Linked DNA regions of Mus musculus: region 2 is linked to region 1. The links are chromatin contacts, called in public promoter capture Hi-C maps. All regions are on one chromosome and are shown on one strand. Each heading gives the region's core, a stretch centred on a gene start, on an enhancer-like site or on the middle of the called end of the contact. The rest is flanking DNA. Distances are from core to core; before and after follow the strand shown.

Region 1 (4,687 bases), core at 781-3,280:
TGGTATTTTTGACTGAGGAAAGATCTGGATATCACAATGTATTAAGGTGGCCAGGTAGTGACTAACAGCACTCCTCCCAAGTCCCAAGGTTTCTATAGCAGAGAGAACAATGTACTGGACAAAGTGGTTCCCAACAGTGATATAACGGTAGATGAGTTACATAAGTCACCTAAGAGCTTGTGCTTTTCCTCAGTAGATTCCGGACTCAACCATCTTCATTATTTCCCTTTGCTTTTTCTAATCGCATTACAGTTTAAGGTATTAATTTTCTATTGATTTCTAAGTATCAGAATAGGTTGAAAGTGCTTCAGTGGTTTAAAAAAAAAAACACAAAAATGACACAGCCGTGTTTCCAAGCCAGCTATCTACCCACTCAGTGTTCCAGACAGAGACTCCATGTCGCCTCTTCTAGGACTGCCTGTTTCAGTTAGTGAGCCTCCTTGACGGGAATTAGAAAGGTTCATCACCTCCTTGTCCCCACAGGCACTTGCCTCTGTCTATTCTGGCTTTCCTCAATTGCCTTTACCTCAAATCTAATGAAGGCCAGATCTCATACTTTGTCTGCCTCCTGGTATTTTCCTTCTCCTCTGTTCAGGCCACTACAGCTAAGTCTGACCTGCAGCACCTGCCTCTTCTCCACGCAGTTCCTGCTTCTCGTCTTCCTATCTTCTGTATCACCTCACCACAGCTGACAAATCAACCTTACAGGAAAGCAGTGATCATGTGGCTCCTCCGTTCAGTACTACTTAAAACTCTCTTTTGATGTAGGAAGAGGAAGCCACAGTCCATGTCTTCCATGGCCCTTTGGACCTAGCCACATCCATGCAACTCAATGTCAGGTCCCTCTGTTTCCTCTCACACCTTACTCACTGGCTTCCAGTGTATGCTTAGAGCATGGCCATCATGACTTCATGACTTATGCCTGTAATGCCTCTCAGTCTGTGTGTCTGCGTTTTCAAACTGTATCTTCTACAAGTTCAGGCTAAAGTGTCCAGAGTCCCCTCAACCTTCCCCGACCAACATGGACAAAGGGGATCTTCCACTCATAACTTACTCTGAAGACATTCTTCTTTCATAAGCACTCTGGTAGTTCACTCCACCTGATCTGGGGCCACACCCAACACAAGACCTCTTCCACTGAGCTTTCCCGGGGTCTAAGCTATTTGACCGTCCCTGCCTCAATCTACAGGGACCTATGATTCTCCAGAACCAAAGCATACAACACAAAACCTAAAACTTGGGAGCGGGAAGGCAGTCACATGTCTATCCTCTCAGCCTTGCATGATAGACAGGGAACTTTGCCAATGACAATAGGGCTCCCCCGCCACATTTCAACAGGAGCCTAACACTCCCACTCATTCCTGAACTCCTTCCATTTTTTTTCTAATCTGACGGCATAAGTCCAAGGGTCACAGGCTGTACCTTCAGCGACATCAGACAATCGGAGAGGGATAGGGCTGCTGAAGGCCATTATTACCAGTTAGGCTTTTCCTGTCCAGAAAGGACTGGGACATATACACTGGCCAGGTGTAAACCCCGCCAAAGACCAGCGTGGGGGAGGCGGGGCCGATAGGCGAAAGAGTCCCAGGAGTTCTGCCCTGTTGAATCCCCGCTTCAAACTTTTCTCTCGCTCAGCGCGACACCTGGCATCCGCTGGCCCCTGTGGCTCTGGAGCCCGCGGGCGAGCATCTAGTTACACGCAGCAGCGGCGGGCGCCGTCAGGACCAGGTTGAGCACCATTCGAGAACGAGGATGCCACGGCCGGTGCTGATGCTGCCGGGCAGCGGCCACTCCCCACCCCGGGGCTGCGCGTCTCAGGCTCGGCCAGAGGCTGGGCCGCTACTCACCCGGAGGGTTGACGGCGGCCGGGGTTGCCATCTTGCCGGGAAGGGACCGGAGCGCCGGGCGGGGGCGGGGGCGGGGACGGGGACCCGGCGCGGGCCAGCGCCGCCGCGGCCGCGCCACACAAAGGAAGGTGCGGGCGGTGCTCCCCGCGCTCCCGCGCTCTCAGAGCGCCCCGCGCTCCTGCCCGCGCTGCTCCCCGCGCCCCGCGCGCTCCCCGTTCCTCTGCGCGCACCCGCGCTCCTCCTTTCCCGGGCCTCCTCCGGGTTCAGCCTTTGTGGTGCGGCTGGGGTGCCGGGCCCGCGGCTCCCGGGTCCGAGCCGTAGCACCGCGAGACTTGGGGCAGCGGGCAGCGGGCAGCGGGACCCTCCTCGGGTCCGCGCAGGTGCCCAGGTTAGAGGCCTCGGCGCACTCCCTATCCGCCCTAGTAGGGTCCCCAGGTATCAGGGACACATCGCCGAGAGGCGCTGTCCCCTCGCGGAGGAGCGGGTGAGCAAAGGACCCATTTGGATGCAGAGGACAACCGGCCTAAGAAACAAAGGCGTCCCAGTGCAACCACTTAGCATGCCAGGGCCGCGCCACTGAGCTCCCGGGCACCCTGGCTAGGGCTGCAGAAGAGGGCCTAAGGGGAGGCACCCAGAAATGCCCAAGGCCACCGTCCCTCCAAGGCACTGGCACACAGCTCCAGCACAGAGTTTGGCTCAGGAATGGAGAGAAGCCAGGGAGGTTTTGAGGACAGTGTCTAGCTCTGCCTTCTTGAGGACATGGCCACTGTCAGCATTTATTAGAGTCCTCTCGAGGGCCTTATTCACACCTCCATACTGAGGTTTTAAGAAGATTTCTAATGGTTTCATCTGCGTATGCTGGTAAAATAAGAGCACGGGATACTTGAAGAGTGGTTTTTCCAGGCAGCCACTGGGATTCCTGGAGGTGATATTCCACAGTAGATGCCCTGATTAGGTGAGATTGGAAGGCTGGTCACACCCCAGGCCAGAATTAAAGGCACTGTGCCTTCTAACACTGATAACATCTGCAAAAAATACCACACTATTTCCAAAGAAGCATGCATGAAATAGGATAGGGAAATGATGATTGGAGTATGTTTTTAAACCATCATTGTCTTTGGAAAAGCGTTTGTCTCTACTGCCCTAATAATAAATCAATTGGACAAACACTGAAAATTCTGAATTCCCGGCACAGACCTGGGTGTTGAGCATACAGGATTGACCTCCTTCAGGGCTGCAGGGCTTCCTGGATAGGAGAGAGCTGGAAGGAAGGACACAAGAGACCACCTGAGTTGGGGCAGCCGCTCTTTGAAGCTTAAACAGAGCCCCTGAAATGTGGTCACTGCTGAGCAAAAGGGACAGAAAGAAGATGACATTGAAAGTCACCTTTGAAGAAATGACTAGAATACAGGGAAGACATTTCAAAGGAAAAAATACACACTGTGCATTTACTTAAGGGGCAGGGGTGGCGGGTGGGTGGGGAGGGGAGGCCCAGACAGAAATGAGGAGAGATGTAGGTTGGAATTTGAAACTCAGCAGGTGTCTAAGTAGAAGGGTCCTGATGTCCAGCCACAAACCAAGTGAGACTCGGTCTCTCTTCTATAGTCCCCCAAATACAACACTCTCAAGCATCCATTACACATATACACACATATATTCTTGTTTGAGATGGAGGATCTCATTACATAGGTTAGGCCAGCCTTGAACTTGTAAGATTCTCCTGCCTTTGCTTCCTGAGTGCTTGGATACAAGTGTGCAGCACCACACCCAATCTCTGAAGTTTCTCAAGGGGAGGAAATACAGCCATTCTCTGTCCCATCAGACTCGCCATCCAGGTATATCTATCTAGTGGAGTCTTTTCTTGGTTCTGTCCATGTAGCTCTGGCCCATGTGCACAGTACACAGCATCACTGCTGAGTTCTCCTTTTCCTCTAACTTTCCACACACCTCAAAAGCAATCAGGTTTCCTTCCTTAACAGATACATAGCAGTCTAGTAACCAATTTAGCCATAACATGTGGCTCACTGGTTCCTCAAACAGGTAACTAACAGTCTCCCTAAAAATAAAACTGTAGCACTGTGTGTGTCATAAACAGATAAGCAGGCATGCTTGGTTGTTGATAAGGTTTTGTAACTATGCTCTTGTCCTTTACCCATTTTCTGAACATTACTGTGTAAATAGTGGTGTGTGTGTGTGTGTGTGTGTGTGTGTGTGTGATGGTATTCATGTGAGGGTCAAATGACAATTTGGGAGAATCTCTTGCCTCCTTGAGAATCTCTTGCCTCCTTCCACCACGTTGGTCCCAGGGATTAAATTCAGTTAGGCTTGAAGACGAGACGAGTGTGTTTTTATCTGATGAACCATTTCATTAGCCCTGTAAGAGAAAAATCTCTGATACTGGATCTCACCTATGTGTCTTCTTGCTTCACTGCAGTAAAGGATAGCTATCGAGTGAGCAACATCTGGGAACCCAAGCACTTTCTTTAGTCTGATTTCTGTCTTGTTCTGTGGTTTGGGGTTTGAATTTCCTAAGGAAGGAGACATTCCATTTTCCTTGACATAGACTGCCTGAGGTAGAAAGCACCAGTGCCAACAGTTAACTTTCCAGGGAGGAAATATACTTAGAGGAGAGACATGAACACATTGGTGGCCAGATGAGATTTGGTGTCGAGTCACCCCCAGCACAAAGATTTGGTGGCTGGGAAGGGGAGGAGAGACCGATGAGACGAAGAGGAGGAATAGGGGACCAGGCCCACGTTAGACTTCTTTGTCTCTCAGAATTAAGTAGGTTCAATGCCCAGAATCATTGATTGTAGATGAAAGCCCCCCTCTTAAGTAAA
Region 2 (4,285 bases), core at 875-3,374, 200 kb after region 1:
TGGACTCAAGGCCTGTGCTCAACAGGAGAGAATTCAAGCCTGTTACTGTAAAAACCTAGCCAGCTGCCCAATGTTGGAGAGATAATACAGACCCAAGAGGAGAACCTCCTACTGCCATTTTCCTAAACCAATTAAATATACATATCTCTCACCTATCAAAGAAACTTTTTTTTTTCAACAGATGAAATGTAAGAAAAAAAATCATCCTGGGGTGCCCAGCCCCAAGACATAGCTGTAACACTCCTAAAGCTCAGGGAAAATCACCCAAGAGGGAACAGAAAGAATGTAAGAGCCCGAGGCTAGGGACGCCTGTTGATAGGTCACATTCCCTAGACATGTCCAGGAAAATGTACCTAGAAACTCTCAAATTATTATTACGAATAAAAAAGAAACGGCACGGTGGCACACACCTTTAATCCCAGCACTTAGGATACAGAGGCAGGCAATCTCTGAGTTCAAGGTAAACCTGGTCTACAGATTTAGTTCCATGACAGCCAGGGCTACACAGGGAAACCCTGTCTCAACAACAACAACAACAACAACAACCCCCAAAACCCACCACTACCATCAAGTCCCCCAAATAAAACCAAGATAGTAATGGTGATGATGTATGATGTCTAAAAAGTCTCTAACTATTGAAGGACAGTAACTTCAGATTCCCCTGGGAAAGCAACCCACTTACTACCTAGTCCAGTTCTCTCAACGTGCCTGACTGCACAAATGTCCCTGCCTAACCCACTGGAATTCCCAGAAAAGGCTGAGAGCATGTCTGCTGAGGGCAAAGTATCAGAAGAGGCCAGAGGGAGTATTCTACTTCCACAAGGCGGTTGGTTGGCTCAGGTTAAGGCTCCACACACCTCAAACGTGGAAAGGACAACAAGTTAACTCTGTGTCCTTGCAACATCTAGTCATGCCTGGTGGTTGTGAAAGCATTACCTGACTCTTCTGACCAAGGCAATCTGCACAGGCAGGATATGAAAGGACAACAGATGTGGAGAAAGCTATACACTGCCAGGAACCACTTCCTTTCTTTCTTCCTTTTGCTGGTGCATGCCAGCCAAGTACTTTAGAACAATGCTACCTGTCTGTACTGGCAAAGATATTCATACTCCTTTTATGGTGCAAACAGTTCCTACACACAAAGCTGAATCAACACTATAAACAAGCAAAATAAATAAAACAAAAACAAACAAACAACCCTCCCCCCAAAAGCTCAAGCAGAAAATAGCACAAACATTTCAGAGTGATATGCGTTGCCCACCCAAGGATAGGATAGATAACTCAGCTCCACTAAACCATTTGCAAAGATTTCTTTCAAGTCAGACTATGTGTACAAGTCAAAGTTCATTTCTCCTGCCCCATGAGACCTGTGGTTAGTTCAGTGAATGCCTAGCAGTTCACTCTAGAGCAGAAAGAATTTAGGTTAGAGGTAAAAGAAGCCTGTGTCTTAGACCGAAGTTTCTAGGCCAGGAAGTGCTCAGAGGAGTTGCTCGAAATTATGGGAGTCAGCTGGTACTTTCGAGGTTACAGGGTTAAGGACTAAGCAGTGAAGTGAACGACCACCCGCGTTTTGTAAGGAAATTATGCGTCCGTTTTTGGGTCACAATCGCTTAGGCCTGCTGCCCAGGCAGGGGTGATAGCTCCCATTTCTCTATGCTCTGGTTCTTGCACAGGCCCATATATACCCACATATACTTAATTTCCGTAACGTGCACAGCTATGGGTCCTGAGCGGCACTGTAGCCACAGGCGCTCTCCCCGAGGCTCTGGAGAAACTGACCAGAACTCCCACCTCCCGGCTCCCGAGCCCAAAAATCGATGCTCACGTTGCTTTGAGTGGAGAAAACACCATAGGGCAGGTTTTGGATGGGAAAGTCGGAGTCCTCGGCCACTGGAATAAAGGACATGCTGACGAGCACCGGGCAGCAGAGCCCACGGCGGGTAGGGGGTTGGCTAACGGGACTATGCTTAGGGCAAGGATCAGACTAGCCGAGGGCCTTTAGATTCAGGGACCGCCCCGAACCCCGGGCTGCCCTTCCTCCAGCCAATACCCGGTACCACCTGGCACACACCCCTACCCGCCCCACTGGGACCGCCTCCCCACCCTAGTGATTCTTTTAGCACCCGCCCCGGAACCGCCCCACACCCTTCCCTCCTTCCCTACCCTGGGTCCACCCTCCGTACTATCCAGCACCCGCCCCGGGCCACCCCATTCCCACGCCTCTCGACTGTTCCGCATCCTTCCTGGCCAGCCCCTGCCTTGGAACCACCCGGTACCCGCCCTGAGACCACCCCGTTTTCTTCTCGGGCGACCTCTACGAGTCCAGGACCGCCTCATCGGTCTGGATATACAAGACATTCTCCTCATCCTCCCTAGATGTGCCCGGAGCCCTGGGATCTTCCCGCCTTCGCCCCGCCCCAGATGTGCCCGGAGTCCTGGGGTCACCCCACCCTCATCCTGCCCCCGAGATCCCGTCGTGTCCACGCCCTGCCTTTCCCCCTCACCCCACCCCCCCCCATCTCCATCCCGGAACTGTCAGACCGTTCCGCCCCTATGTCTAAACCTCCCCCTTCCGGGTCCAGCACCTGGATCCAGGTATTGGTCTCACCTAAAATGCCCAAGACCCAAAGCCCCGCCCCAGTAGGTGCTTTATTTCCATAATCTCTGAGGCCTCGCCCTTTTGCAAAACCGCCCAGCCTCCCTTATGAGCCAAGCTTTTTCCCTGACCCCACCTCCAGAATGCAAATTGGGATCCACCCAGTGACCCCATTCTTTTGTCTGGGACTGCCTCTGGCTCCTGTGGTGTCACTGGATACTGCAGAGGATTTGTCCCCAGTTCATCTGCCTGTGTAGCCTTGCTCAGTCAGGGTCCAGAGACCTTGCCCTGAGCACTGGTGAAAGATGGAGTTGGAGCCAGCGTCTAGAAGTGTGACACGCCTGCGTTAACGTCTTGGTGTTCTGCCTGTGCTTTCTTCCGTACAGTACTAGTGGGGAAGGGGGTCTACTTCACAGTAGAAACAAGAATTCGATTAGTTAATGATAGTTGACTTCCAAATGAAAGAGCGGGAGGAAGACCTATGGACTCTGGGACCAGAGATGTTAGAAGTTTGGCTAGTTACTGACTAGAAACGTGGGCGTCCATGATAAAGTGAGATCTCACGGGAGTACCCCGCAGACTGGGGCCGTGTTCGTGCAAATGCTTCAGAAACACAATCTGATAAAATAAAAACGGGTTATTTAAATTCTTTTTTGTATTGTGGAGACATGACTTATGGCCTAAACTGTGATCTATTTTAGAGAAAGCTCTGCTGAGAATTTGTGCTTTCTGGCTGTTGGAGGGTGTAATGTTTAATATTGTCAACTTCACTATCATATTTAGAATCACCATGGAATCACATCTCCACGTGTCTGTGTGTTTCCAAAAGGTTAAATGAATGTATGCAGCATCACCTCTTGGACTGGAGGCCTTGAATAAATGATAGGAACATGGAGTTGGATAGCTGTATTCATCTTCTTCTGCTTCCAGGCTGTGATTTAGTGTGATCAGCCTTCTCCCCAACCCTGCGTCATGCCCTCCTAGTTCCCTTCCCTAGTATGGAGGGCCTGTATCGCCTCAAACTATAAGCTTAATCTTTCCACCCTTAAATACTTCTTGTCAAGTATTTGGTCACAGCAATGAGAGTAGTAATGAATACAGATGGAATATTCTGGAGATGTTTGTTAGGTTGGTTTAATCTAAATTGAACTCTAAATCTACTTTATTGAGTTTTAGTCTGTATGACCTACCTACTGATGAGAATGGCGTAGCAAAATCACCCAAGATAATTGTATTGGAATCTGTTCTTATTAAATCATTGGTGTTTGTTTTATAAAACGGAGAGCTCTATCCAAACTTTAGTGCATGCTTATGATTGTTATATTTATGATTTTTATTAATCTGTAAAGTAATCTTTTTATTAACAAGTAGTGCCTTAGTCTTTTCTAGTTTTGGTTTGACATCTACTTTATCAATTATCAGAATAGCAAAGTCTACTTCTATTCATTTGGTAAACTGAGTGGTGCCAGACAGGTATATTTCTTGAAAACAAGAGACAGTTGAATCTTGTTTTTTAGTCCCATCAACAAGTATACCTCTTTGAACTGAGAAAGATGATTTACTTTAGGTAATTGCTATAATCATTATTATTATTTGTTTTTTGGAGTCAAGGTTCTCCTTGTGGTGCTGAGGCTGCTCTGGAACTCACTAAGTAGTCCAGGCTAGTTTCAAAGTTGTGGCTACCTTTCT

Evidence for each region. Capture Hi-C pulls out chosen DNA fragments and counts their contacts.
Region 2: a contact with region 1 is called in a promoter capture Hi-C map of pancreatic islet. The contact joins the promoter of Fah here to the promoter of Arnt2 in region 1.

Annotation. Positions count from the first base shown.
Region 1 is chr7:84,408,008-84,412,694 of GRCm38.p6, forward strand. It overlaps Arnt2 (aryl hydrocarbon receptor nuclear translocator 2), which reads right to left and starts at 2,031. Exons shown (of 19, transcript NM_007488.3): 1 at 1,848-2,031. The coding sequence starts at 1,878.
Region 2 is chr7:84,603,818-84,608,102 of GRCm38.p6, forward strand. Fah (fumarylacetoacetate hydrolase) reads right to left here and starts at 2,125. Exons shown (of 14, transcript NM_010176.4): 1 at 1,826-2,125. The coding sequence starts at 1,906.